2 separate regions of the Zea mays genome follow, and region 2 is linked to region 1. Evidence: chromatin contacts called from public Hi-C data. All regions are on one chromosome and are shown on one strand. The core of a region is the stretch at or near the end of the contact, and the rest is flanking DNA. Distances in the headings are between cores, read along the strand shown.

Region 1 (7,280 bases), core at 2,639-5,138:
GTAAATGCACAGAACATAAGCCTGTTTCACATGGTAGACTTCGTGTCTTGCCACTTTATGCAAAGTTATCAGCTTCACAACAGCTTCAAGTGTTTGAAGATGTCCCAGAGGGGGAAAGATTAGTTGTGGTGGCAACTAATGTTGCCGAAACCTCTCTAACAATTCCAGGCATAAAATATGTAGTTGATACTGGAAAAGAAAAGGTTAAGAATTATGATCATGCTACTGGGATGTCAAGTTATGATGTCCAATGGATAAGCAAGGCATCAGCATCCCAGCGTGCTGGAAGAGCAGGAAGAACAGGGCCTGGCCACTGTTACCGTCTCTACTCAGCTGCAGCATATGGTAAAGATGATTTATTCCCTGAATTCGCTGAACCTCAGATTAAGAAAATTCCAGTTGAAGGTGTTGTCCTGATGCTCAAGTTCATGTCTATTGATAAGGTGCTGCAGCATATGGTTAATAATTTCTCTATCAGATAATAATATTTTTCTTAGCCTTTATTTTTAGCTCATACAAAACATATGCTGAATTTCAGGTTGAGAACTTTCCTTTCCCAACACCACCAAACAAGGAAAGTTTGGTTGAAGCTGAGCGTTGCTTAAAGACATTGGAAGCACTTCATAGTGATGGAAAACTTACACCTATGGGCAAGGCAATGGCACAGTACCCCATGAGCCCAAGACATTCTCGTCTTCTTCTTACAGTGATTAAGAATTTGAAGAATAAGCAGCAAGGCTTTGCTAGATCTAACTTCATATTAGGATATGCTGCTGCTGCTGCATCAGGTTTGAATTTTACTAATCCTTTTCTCAAGCAATTGGATGAATGTGACACTTATGGTGAATCAGTAGAAAACACTAATCTGGAAGCTAATGGTCCATGGGAAAGGAAGAGACAGAAGAAGCTCAAGGCTGTGGTTAGAGAGGCACGGGAAAAGTTTTCTAACCCTAGCAGTGATGCTTTAACCATCGCTCGTGCCCTGCAGTTCTTTGAGTTGTCAGAAAACCCAGTGGAATTCTGCAGAGCCAATTCACTTCATCTTAAAACCATGGAAGAGATGTCAAAGTTGAGAAAGCAGCTTCTGCAGTTAATATTTCGCCATAGCAAATGGTGCGAGGAGTTTGCTTGGAATTCGGGTGACTCTGCTGAGGTTGAACGGGCCTGGAGGAACGAGCCCAGTATATTGCAGTTGAATGAAGAGGAACTTCTTGGGCAAGGAATTTGCGCTGGATGGGCTGATAGAGTTGCAAGGAGGATTCACACCTATTTGAAACCATCAGAAGACGATCGAAAGGTTCGAGCCGTTCGTTATCAGTCTTGTGCACTTGATGATACAATATATCTGCACCGATCATCATCTGTCGCCCAAGTTGCCCCAGAGCTTGTAGTTTACTCGGAGCTACTTAGTACAAAGAGGCTATACATGCACGGTGTAACGACCGTAAAGCCAGGGTGGCTTTTGAAGTATGCTAGTTCCCTCTGCACCTTCTCTGCACCGTTGGAAGATCCGAAGCCGTACTATGACCCACTGAACGACCAAGTCTACTGCTACGTTAGCCCGGTCTTCTCTCGTCATAACTGGCAGCTTCCGTTGCACAGTTTACCTATCAAAGACGGTGCGAGCCGGCTGCAGGTGTTTGCATGCGCGTTGCTTAAAGGGGACGTCCTGCCATGTCTACGGGACGCCAAGGATTTCCTCGCGCTGTCACCATCCGCTGTGTTGGGGCCTGCCAGGCAACGGAGAGTGGGAGATCTTCTTAGCAGGATGAAGATCGGTCCGAAGTTAGTCGACAGCAGGGCAGCACTGAGAGGCGTGTGGAATTTTGATCCTGGTTTTCTCTATCCTGAGCTCAAGTTGTGGTACCAGGATAGATTCCATGACCAGTTTGACTTGGTGTGGGAGCAGATGCACCAACAGGTTCTCCTTGAGGGGCGCAAGCTTTTCCCAAAGAGGTCCAAGAAAGTTAAAGGCTAGGCCAAAATTTTTGGTGCAGTTGGTTGGCTGGCAGAAGCTTTTTTGTGTGTGTGGTTTTAAGGAATAGATACGAGAGATGCAGTGAGACATCATGCACAAGCAGTTTTGTCTAGACATTTTGCCTTGATCTGGATTTGTTCCATTGCATCTCCGTGTTGAACTGTTGATGTACACCGTTCCTCTGCAAGCAACCTTCACCCTGCCATCTGTGTCAGAAATGTTTTCTGATCCAACCATTTGCTCAAAACCTTGAACCTGAAAAATATCCTGATATCCAACCATCGCCATGGCCCATGGGGATTGGAGGGAATTGGCTTCGAGTGAGGGCCAGGGGTAGGATTCGCCAGAAACAAACAGGGGATGGTCGTGCGCAGATTGATTACATTTCTCTCCTTTCCGTCTCTCGCTCTATTTGCTTTTAGCATATGAAGTGTCCGATTCCAGGGGTAAAAACAGCGGTAGAGTCGATATAAAAATGTAGCACTAAACTATATTACCCTCAGTTCAAGAAAACAAATTACCCCTCTGGCATGCTTGCATGAACTTTGGTCTGCATGTAAAATTGAATTCCAGTAAGATTAGATTGTCTCAACGGGCTAAACCTTTACAAGTTACTGCGACACTAGCAATTGTTGAGTCATGGTGGGACAAGTTGGAGTGATTTAATTTTCGTTGCCGATGCAATTAGCATTGGACAAACTAACTCCACATACAAGCTGTGACATCTTATGTTAAACTTGAGAATTACGAGCTCCGGAAGAGATTATCTGGACCCAAGTCTTCCAAAGAAGAAAAGAAAAGAAGGAAAAAAAGTGAATCCATGATCTGGTCGTCTGGACCTAAAAATCGTGTCCGTGAAAATGCATGTATGTCGCATGACTTCTTCCTGGATATCATCTTCAACATGTAGATTTTGCTTTTTTCATTCGTTTTTACGTTAAGTAGTCCTGCAAGCTTCTTGTCCAAAAAAAAAAACATCTGAGAAAAACAAGAAACTCTTAACAGAAGGAAATTGGAGTGACTAGCACCTGAGATATATCTGCTCAGCTGCTCAAAAACCATCTGCAGAAACAAACAAAAAAAACCACAGCACAAGCACTAGCAGTGGTTGGAGACTCGATGTAAACACAAGGAGACACGACGCGTAGGTACATGTGCAAGAACAAAACGTACTGCAAAGTTGCTACGACGACACAAACATCAAACAAGCAGTGAACGGACGGCCCAGATAAAAGTTTGGGTCGTCGAGAGCCGATCGCCACCGCAGAGTGAGTGCGCAGATAAACCCCACCAGCACCCACCTACTTCCCCTGCTCCGCGCCATCATCACTTTCACCCCCTTCTCCGGGCGCGGGCGGCGGCGCCGGGCGCACGCGGTGGCCGCCGGAGTTCGCCGGCGCGCTGATCAGAGTGAAGACGAGGCCCAGCACGCCTCGAACGATCCCCTTCAGCACCGACCCTCTCCTGGGGACGTAGCGCGGATGTGCTCGCGGAGTCGGCTTCTTGCTGCCGACGTCCCCCACGCGCCCACCTTTAGGGGTCATGGCGCTGGCGACCTTGGAGAGCGGCGGGCTGAAGCTGAGCTGAGGTGGGGAGCGCGCAGGGAAAGTGAGGCCGCGGCTGCTGCCGTGCGCGTGCGTGCCCATTTTATAGACAGAAGATAAGCACTGCGCTACCCTACCGCTGCTGCTGGCTCCCGCCCTGGCGTAGTGGCGTGCGCGCCGAGGGTGCACATCGAGGCCGAGCCGGCAGCGGGCGAAAGGAGGGAGAAAAGGGCGAGAACTGCAGCGGAAGTGGCGCGCGATGGCGACGGCCGACGGGTGGTGGACGGACGGGTTCGCCTGATGAGAGTCTGGCTGGGCTGGGCGGTGAAGTGGTGAATGGTGATGATCTGAAGATACTGGCTGATACGGGGCAACTGGGAGTGAGTGAGTGAGTGAGTGGAAGCTTCTTTTACCTGCGTCTGCGTGGGTGGGTGCGCCGATGCCCCGTCAGTTTCTTGGGATTTGGGGCGGAGCGTGGAAAAGTTGCAGGGAAGGAGGCCGCGGGCTGCCGCCTGCCGGCCAGGCGCGCCACCTGTCCGCTCTGGGCCTCGGCCGTGGGAAAAAGCTCGGCGCGCGGGGCCTCCTCCGCTCCGGATTGCGGCGGCGGAAAGGTGCGTGTGCGTGCCTGCCGCGCGCCCTTCTGTCACCCACTCAGCACTCACCCATCCGAGCGTTTTTGTGTCGCTGCCCTTTTCAGGCTGATCACCTGATGTGAGCAAAAGCGCCATGAATTTCTGTCACCAGTCACCACCGTACTCTTTGGTAGAGCAGTGTGCGCAGGTTGTTACTCCTACCTATGTATGATTGTGGTGTGTTTAAAGTGTTTTGGAGCACTGAACAAAGAAACCGATACTCTATTATTCATCTTAATCCACATAGATTGGATAGATTGAGATCTTATTTGTTCGTGTCGGATTGCACCCGGAATCGTTCCAGCTAATTAAAATTTATATAAAGTAGAGAAACAATTCGGTTAGGAATCATTCTGACCCACCAATCCGTAACAACCGAACGACGCCTAAGGTGTAAATTAATTTAATTTATACTCTAATCCACCTGAATACACGTGGGTTGAGATAAATACTAGAGTATCTAATGGCTTGTTTGGATCATTGTGCCAAACTACCGGCTAATTTTAGCACATTAACCTACAAACATGCCGACTAACTGTTTGTCCATTAGCCATTTAATCTTGTTAATAAGTGTTAGAAAGATCAAACAGGACCTAAATAAGGCCTTGCTTTTGCAAACGTGCATATATACCAACCGAAATCCACGGTGCGGATCCACGCAATGCAGACCAGACGGCCAGGGTGCAGGGACGGAGGGAGGACCCCATCCATTTTGTTCGCCTTGTTTTGTTCCGGCAACACAAGCATACGCCGGGCCCGTCGCATCGCATATTCGCATGCGGTTGCCGTGTGAGCTAGTAAAGCGCAAGCAATCCTGGCGATCCGCGTCAGCTTTGTAACTTTGCTGCGAGAATATTACAGGTTCGTGCACCAACCTCGACCCCGGACCATCAATCAGCCATTGCCATGTATGCATGCATGCATGCATGCTATAGTTACGCCACATCGCATATTCGCATGCCGTCCGTCCATGGAGATGGAGTTAAACCGGCTCGCGACGGATCATGGACGAACGGTCATCGTCGACTTTTCAGTTTTCACACTGCCAGTGCGCGAGCTTAGGTGTGTTGGTTCTCCAGAGGAGAGAGAAACCCATTAATCTAGGATTCTCGGAGGCTGAGGGTTTATTTTCTGCTAGAAGGCGAATAGTCGACCACGGAAACACAAAAAAAAAACGCATGCTCAGTTCTTTCCGCATGCTGCTGGACATAGCGTAAGTCAAACTATTTTAAGTTTAAAATAAACATATTATGAAAAATATATTTTATATCACAAGTAATGATACTAATTTGCTGCCATTAATTTTGATGGATTTCTCTCTCTCTAAATTTGGTTTAAGTTTTACTTCAACTCTGTAAATCTATTTATTCAGAGACAGATGCAAATACTTAGAATAGGAACTAAAGTGTAGTCTAGTTTTAGTTTATATACATGTTTGCCTATCTAGGGACTTAAATTTAGATGAATAAAGTATTGTTCCAAATTTCTAAGGGCCCGTGGTTCCTTTAGTCCAGAGACTAAAGTTTAGTTAGAGGACTAAAATTTAGTCTCTACATTGTTTTGTTCTAGAGACTAAAATTATTCAAAATGCAATAAATGAATTATAAGAGGACCAAAATACCCCTTAGCATTCTTTCTTCGTTAGTGCAACTGAAATAAAGGAGGGGTAAAAAAATGGAATTAATATGGTTTAGTTCCTTTTAGTCACCCCTTAAGGGACTAGAGACAAAAACCATTTAGTCATTGTTTTAGTCCCACCAGTTTGGCAATTTAGGGATTAAATATGACTAAAATAGAGGGACTAACTTTAGTCTCTCGAACCAAACATGGCCTAGAACTAATAGTAACCGGCTAAAATTAGCTAAGAGGTTTATAACGGGTCATCTAATGGGTAAGCTAATTGTTAGCTTAACCATTAGTTGTTAGTTATCTCAATCCACCTAAAACCAGTTAACAAATTATTAAGTGACTAACAATTTGTTCTAGAGGTTTAGAACATGACCTAAAATTTAGTGGGAGCTATCAAACATAACATGCCCCTTATTGAGTTTAGTGTTAGGTGCAATTTGTTTCAGCCACCAGGCACCAGAAACCTGTTCTCTGCGTATAAGAGTCGCAGCAGAGGCTCTGGAGTGCCGCGTGACGACAGAGTGCCAGCTGTACTAGCAGATGGAATGGAGCTAGCTAGCCTGACGTCGACCTCTAGGTCAACCTTCTGCAGAACTGTCGGATTCACACGCATTTGGTGTTTCTTCCAAGTTGAAGCGAGCAACAATTACTGAACACCGCCTCCTTTTGACAATGGACGCAATTCTAGCAATCTAGTTCTGTATCTCTGGTCAAACCAAGTTTATCGAAAAGAAATATTAATGACCGCAAAAGAGAACAAACATAAATAATAAAAAAAATATACTTTACGACTGGTCTAATACCGTCTATTCGGTACCGTACCATACTCAATACGTTTTTTTCATATAGATTTAGTTAAATTTAAAATAATGTAACTAGGTACCCTCCAATTTATAACTCATTTGATTTTTTTCATTATAAGTTTGACTAACTCGTCTTTATTTAAAGAATTGCGAGAAACAAAAAAAATTGTTGTGGTTTTGTTTATTATCATATATATTTTATATGTGACTTAGATTTTTTATGATTTTTTTTGAAAATAAGACGAGTGGTTAAAGTTAGAGTTAAAAAAGTCAAACGAATTATATTTTAAACGGAGTGAGTAGTAGCCTAAAATTATATTCCTTTTCAAATGGAGGGGACAATTAATCAATTATATAGTAGTACGTAAGAAACTATAGCGCTGGTGTCACTAGAGATAGCACTGCAGGTGTGCAGCCATGAAGTTGACAAAACTGCAGAGTGCAGATTGAGATGCCGCCACCAACCCCTACCCCTACCATAGAGACAGAGAGGGAAAGATAAAAAGAACTAATAAAACGAAGTCCAAAAGGCCAAGTCTAAAAGCTGACTTTGACTTTAAGACTTTTCTCGACATTTCATTATTTTGTTCTATCTCATGCAGCCCTTTCTTCGCAAGCAAGTCTCTCTCAGTCTGTAATAACCCTCGCTGACAGGAGTGGAGTACGTGTAGAAGTTTGTTTTTGTTTGTCTGGT
Region 2 (6,769 bases), core at 4,129-6,628, 150 kb after region 1:
GTGGCAATATAAAAGCTTTGACGGTGGAAGAAAAAAACTACATGATCGCTGAGTGGCCAAGGTTAATATAAAAGCTTAATAAGGAAAAGAAGGTACTAATTATACATAGATTTCTTGTGATAATCTAATGGGGCTTAGATTAAAGGAAGAGATCCATATTACTCCCTTCACATATGGACAATATCCATATGCCTAAAGATTTTTTAGTTCGTTTTACCTCTCCAACTATTTGAATTGGTTCAATCTATCCCTTAATAAAATGTCTTTTTTATTTCTTTGTGACAAGCTAAGTCTCCAATTCAATTTTTGATGGTTACTAGCTAATAATGACATAATTTAGCCTAAAAATATATTATGAATCATCATAATTATTTTGATACGGTATAGATCAGGTAAGATAATGATTTTAATGGTATAAAACTAAATATTTTCTGAGGTGATTGAGGACATCATAACTTATATTAAAAGTATGTTAAGAATTTTTCATCGTTATTGCATATTTAGTTTTGTACCACTAAAGTTATTGTCTTATCTGATCTTTAACATATCAAAATAATTATAAAAGTTATAATAGATTTTTTAGGGTAAGTTATGTCATTAGCTACTAACAAACAAAATTTTGAACTGAAAACTCAGTTTGCATATAGACAAATAAAAAAGGCAAATTTTGTCAAGGGGTAATTTGAACCAACTCAAATAGGTGGACAGGAAAATGAACTGAAAATACTTTAGGAGGTCATATGGACATCATTCATAGGTGAGAGGAGTAATATATATGGACTTCTTCCAAATATATATAAAGAACCAAGGTATCCTATGTGCAACTAAGACTTTGATTAAGCATTGTTATCTCTATCACAACGAGTTATGCAACCTAGGTTACAAAACCAAGCTGCTAGCCTATGACTAAGCTAGGAAGATAAACCATATAACTAAGGTAACACAATATAAAAATAAAAGCTTAAATGCAATATATATATATATATATAAACTCAAATTGATGCGTTGGTATTTTTACCATGTGTCAAGAAGTGGCAAGTTTTCCCCTAATTCTTCTTGGAGCCCCATGCAAGGAAACGACTACGCGAGGACCAAGTTACCGGTCAAGTAACTCTGTCGATAGCCTCAGACCTTTTCCACGTGCAAGTGGTGCTCCAGAAGTGGCCTCTTCCATATGCTTCACATCGTATGCAGTATCGAGTTTTCGATTGAAACATCACGAACCTCGTTTCCTTCAATGCACGGTGACGATCGTATCACAAACGTAGTTGATTTGATCTCGCAAGACTTACAAGCACCACTCGGTACAGTTACAATGGTGTGCGCAAGTACAAAGGGTTTGAGGATTTCTATCTTTACTTCCAATTACTAGGCAAAACCTAGATCAAGTGCTAATGAAATGATCTAACTAAACTAAACACTTCACAAAGGACCTACGGGAATCACTAGGTGATATTCGAGCACTTGGTTATCTAGAGATGGAGGAATGGACTCTCAACACTCTAGCAATGTTTCCTAGCTCCCACATATATCAAATGACCGGTTAGGGTGGTATATATAGTGCATAAGTTCAAATCCACGGTTAGAAGTAATGTAGAATTTTTGCATACTCACCGGACACTAGCATGGTGCATGCACTGATATCAGCTAGCCATTAGAACTAGCCATTGTTGACCATTTATGTAAGAGCATCTGATACTTTCATTAGTGTTACATCGGATTGTCCAATGTGTTATAACCTTTCTCATATTGCAACCTCTTTAATAAGTACCTATCTGGTGGGGTATATCCGGCGCTTTAGGCTATTCACAATGGAGGTTTCATGGGATGTTTCATGTATTAATTAGCCTGCCACATCAGCTATTTTGATGACATGTCACATCATTTAAGAAGGAAGAGTTTCATGGAGTTTCATGGAGTTTCATGGGGATGAAACCATGTTAACTCGTTTCCAAGATCTTGGAAACTGTGTGAAACCTCCACTGAGAGTGTTTTGTTTCATCTTCATATAATTGAGTAAATCATATTGGTTATTTATATGCAGCATTTAAGAAGTATGTTGACATATGAAATAGTGAGATGAAACTCTCTATTGAGAGAGGATATTTCATTCATCCATAAATCTGATGTGGCATTTTTGGAAACAGTGACATGAAATCCCCATTGTGAATAGCCTTATAGATTGCAAACACGAGTTGGGGAAATGCCAGTGTTATTAATAAAGCTTGTCCGTGATATTTGCCGAAGCCGACCACCTTGCTAGTAAAACGTGAATCATGAATGCATTATGTGCATGTGTCTTTGATGTGGTCCTAATTACTTTTTTTGTGTGTCTCCTGAACCTTTTCTGACGTACTCATCAGCTTCCGATGGTGGAGATCATGCACAGATTGGCACCAAAAGTGTGTGTGTTCGGCCTAAATGAAAGCGCGTTCTAGAGCAAAAAAGAAAAGAAAAGCGAAAGCTCCAAAAGCAAAAAAGGGAATTTCTTTTTTCGGCGTGTGAGAACTTGTGGAACCAATGGGACCAGTGTGCTGTGTGCGCATGGATAACGTTCGTTTCGGGGATCGAAACGAACGTGGAACCCAGTGCATGTCCATATCAAGTTGGGTTTTTGCTCTCTTCCTGGACGTACGCAACGCAATGCATGAATCACGGCTCGCACCATGCAAAGACCACCCCACTCCGGTCGTCTGAAGAAAAGCACTGGATGAAGATGAAAAGATAGATGGCGGCACGAAAATCTTACATGGCCTAGCTGTTCGTGTCGCTTGCCGTTGTCTTGTTTTTCAAAGCCCTTTGTTGCTGTTTGCTACTGTGACGCTGGTCTCTGCAGTTTTCAAATGTGACACTATTTCCTTCCAAACACAAAATGGAAACGTAAAGGCTCAACTGCTTCACGTCTTCTTCTGGTCTCTGGCCTTGCATTAGTAGTAGTGTGTTACTACAATAATGAAACAAACTTGGTCCTTCCTCCAGTCCAGTCAAAAACTGTGTTCTCAACTTTGAAATTTTAAAGAGGCATGGCATGGCACTGGCCTGACAGACGGCGGAATGGACATGTCTTCTCTTGCGTCCCCGAAGCGCCAAGAAGATTCAAAACCGGCATGCAAATCGTCAGAAACTTGCAGCAACGCTTTATTCTTTCCTGCTGTATGATTTGGTTCATACACTTCTACAGACTTCATTCAGAGCAGCACTGCAAAAATGGCCATCAGCCTATGACCAACAGACCAAGGAAGGGGCAAGGGGGGAAGCAAAAGGATGTTCCCCGCCACCACGAAAAAAAAGAGGAGTTCCTAAATTAATCTAATCGCGTCCGTGTAGCTTTTATCCACAGCTTAATTCATGACCTAATCTACGCACAATGTTCATGACTCATGAGAAGGGTCTCTTGAGCCCCTTGAAATCTACCGTCTCAATGCACTCAACGCCGTCTCTCGACCCATTCAGGAGCCTGAGCAGCTCGCTGGCCCTCTCCTTGGTCACGCCCATGCAGCCGACCTGCAGCAGGAGGAGGAGCTTTTGGAACGCGCCCAGCTGCAGCGCCTCGGCCTTGCACGGACCCTCGCCCGAGAAGCTCTTGCACAGCCGCCACAGCGCCGACACGGCGAACTCGGTTGCCATCTCGGACACGTGCTGCATCTTCTTGACCAGCACCGGCACGGCCAACGCGTGCGCGCACGCCTTCCCGCGCCCTTCCTCCGTGAGCAACAGGCTGTCGAGCACCGCGAGCGCCTTCTCCGTCGTGCCCTTGTCGGCGTCGACTAGCATCTCGACCAGGAGCTCGACCATGCCGAGGTCGACCAGGCGCCTGGCCGCTAGGTCGCTGCCCCTGACGAGGTAGTAGGCGGTGACCAGCGCGGCCTTGGTGGCCTGCGCCGACACGGGCTTCTGCAGGAGCTTGATGAGCGCGTCGTGTACTCCGTTGGTCTCGGACAGGGCGTCGAGGCACTCGGGGTCGGAGTCGGACGACGACGCGATCTCGCGGAGCACGACGGCGGCGCTGGACTTCGAGGTCGCCTCGCCGTCGTGGGACAGGATCGAGACGATGGCGTCCAGCGACGCCGGGGAGGCAATGTGGCTCCTGCACTCCTCGTCGAGCGGGAAGAACACGACCAGCGTGGCCAGGATCTCGCCCAGCGCGCCGCCGAACGACGCCGGCTGGTCAACGAGCCGAAGGAACGCCGAGGAGAGCGCGCGGGCGGCTCCCCCCGCCGCGAGGCACCGGCGGTTGCGGTCGCTCTCCTTCCCTAGCGCCCTGGCCTTGGCCGCCAGCTGGCGGCACACCATCGCGTCCCCTCGCCGCGCGGCGGCGGACACCGCCGCCAGGAGCTCGGCCGCGTCGGCGGCGGAGAGCGGGACGCGGGGCGTCGGCACGCGCTCCACCCCGAGGGCGCGGTTGGCGACGCACCAGTCCTGGATCATCCGCCGCGTGGCGTGGTTTGGGATCAGGTCCTCCGCGCGCAGCGGGCGCGCGGTGACGGGGCACGTGGAGTGGCCGCGCTGCAGCCACCCCTCCACGCTGTCCCGGTCGTACGTGATTCCCGTCAGCGCCGTCACGGGGTCCTTCATCATCTCCAGCGAGATCGGGCACAGGAAGTTGCTCGGAATCGCCGGCTCCGTCGCGGCCACGGGCTGCTGCCTCGTCCGCCTCGTGGCGAGCGGGATCTCTGACACCGCCACACGCACCAACCGCGGGCGAAGCCGGTAGCGGGACACCGCCGGCGTAACCATCCCCGCGCCGCGCGCTAATATTGACGATGTCCCTCGGACCTCGGTTTGTTGTGCGGCTGAACTGTTGTGCTGCATGTACGGTGCGTGGAGTCCGCAAGCTGACGGGTGGTGCTGGCCTGGACTGCGACTGCGGCTGCGGGGCTGGGTGGGCGTCGCCGGCGTTGTGAATCAGTAGTACATGGAATATATAGGTTTTGGGCTTTTGGCCTTGCGTTCGCCGGCGTTGAATGGAAAATAGAAGTAGACTGCTGCATGTGAGCGTGCGTTGTGGGCCTGACGGCCTGTGCAGTTTCTTAGGGCGCGGACGGGGAAGGGGAAAAAACCCGCGAGTGTGGACTGTGGACTGGCTAGGTTGTCCGTCGTTCGTTGGGATCGGGGTTTGAATGTTGACCGTTGAATTGAAAGGAAGTTTGAATTATACACACCAGTACACCACGGGTAGCGATTGCGAATGTTTTCTCTTCTTCTTTTTTTTTGTTTTTTACGCTTCGTGTGCTTTATTTTAGTTTTCGGGCTGCGTCTCTGAATTCACTGTTTTTGTTTGTTTTGGATGGAGTGGAGTGACATTTCACTGTTTCAGTCATCCCACTTCGGATTTCCACTGATGGATGTTGAGAATAATCGTGAGTTGTATTTGGTTCGAGGGTTTCATGATTGCAAGAATAAGTTAGATATATTGTTGTGTGCATTTGGGTTTTGAGGCGTGAGGAATTCACTCCATTTCTATCCCGTTACAAAATATAATATTTCAAAAGTAAAAAAAAACTGTAGTATCAAATTTATAACCTAATATTCAGCCTTCAGGAGCCACAATTTCAGAGCATGCTTTTCATTTATGTCTCCAAATTAACTTCATAAATATAAAAAAATATCTTCATTCTTCTGCCTATAACCCTTCTATTTTGTATATAAAATTTTGTGTAACTTCATATCTAAAAGGTAGAGCTTTTAATGTTCTTTTCAAAAAAGATTAAGATAATCAAAATCGGTGTGTAAGTGTTTCGAACCAGCTTAAATTTGATTGTGGGTGTTCTAGGGGTCCAAATGGTGTCCTCGGTGGGCAAGGAGGTTTACTGATTCAGGCAGAACGTCCATACATCCAGTTTTCGGTGGCTTGTGCTATCGACACCTTTGTTGCTCAATGCTATGTTAGGGGTTATAATCGGACGAGAGAGGGGAAGGCTTCCAAGTCTCTTATGCGCAATGAGACCTAAGAACTACAAAATTGGTGCTCTCGACCTAGCTAAGCCTTGGGCGTCGTCGCGGTGTGCTCCTTAGCTCCGGTCTCCGCAATTCTCCGCGCGCTCTATGTTCGGGTGTTGGTCTCCGCAGTTCTCCGCGTGCTCTATGTTCGGGTGTTGGTCTTTGTATGTCCTCGGTCGACCCTCCCCTTTTATAGGCTAAGGTGGGAGTCGGTTACTGATAGCTTTTCAAGGAAGGAGCTATTGTGTTGTGGTAAAACAAAGCGTTCTATCTTGGTAAAGTCATGCTTGTCGGCATGTACCCGGTCGTCTGAGCTTATCTCGTTGTGCTCTGTAAGACTGGTGGCGCGTGGGCGACGACGAGCTCCAACGTCATCATTACTATCTCTGTGCCACGCTGACTCCTGGCCTCCGTAGCTTGGGTCTCGGCGTGGCTCGTCGTGTTTCGGCTCCTATAGATGGCCAACCCATCAAGGCCTAGGCTTTATAGGTCATAAGTGGACCACAGGCCTAGGCACCTAGGGACCCATATTTCATGAGTGGGACGATGGCTGACTGTTCCACTACGACTCGATGTTAGACACAGTTAATGTAATCGGTCATTTGTGACAAATCAGTCTAAATTTAGGTGTGAAATCCACTCGAGTGACTTTTTCAGGCGACCTCCTTCGGGCTTCGCCTCGTCCGGTACCAGCCGTACCTGTCGCCCGACTCTTGGGAAAGAGAAGCCGGAAGAAATTGGGCTAAATAGCAACCTGGACCTGGTCCTCTAATCGATAGCCCATCGGCCAAGGCCCAATGAAACAGAAAAAATTGTACGGGCCTGGTCT

The links. Hi-C and Micro-C count contacts between places; a contact is called where the count stands out from the background.
Region 2: a Hi-C map of leaf shows a contact between it and region 1, with 2.6 times the contacts expected there. The contact joins the promoter of LOC100281470 here to the promoter of LOC100382284 in region 1. A contact is called at or near these places in 4 of 25 Hi-C or Micro-C datasets (ear and leaf) and 1 of 3 datasets of contacts at active chromatin or transcription factors (leaf).

Annotation. Positions count from the first base shown.
Region 1 is chr5:213,598,929-213,606,208 of Zm-B73-REFERENCE-NAM-5.0, forward strand. It overlaps LOC100382284, which reads right to left and starts at 3,889. Exons shown (of 1, transcript NM_001175034.1): 1 at 2,972-3,889. The coding sequence starts at 3,624. The coding sequence ends at 3,280. LOC103627696 (ATP-dependent RNA helicase DEAH13) reads left to right here. Exons shown (of 11, transcript XM_020538684.3): 10 at 1-443; 11 at 539-2,540. The coding sequence ends at 1,978.
Region 2 is chr5:213,751,254-213,758,022 of Zm-B73-REFERENCE-NAM-5.0, forward strand. It overlaps LOC100281470 (U-box domain-containing protein 21), which reads right to left and starts at 5,379. Exons shown (of 1, transcript XM_020537784.3): 1 at 2,695-5,379. The coding sequence starts at 4,812. The coding sequence ends at 3,379.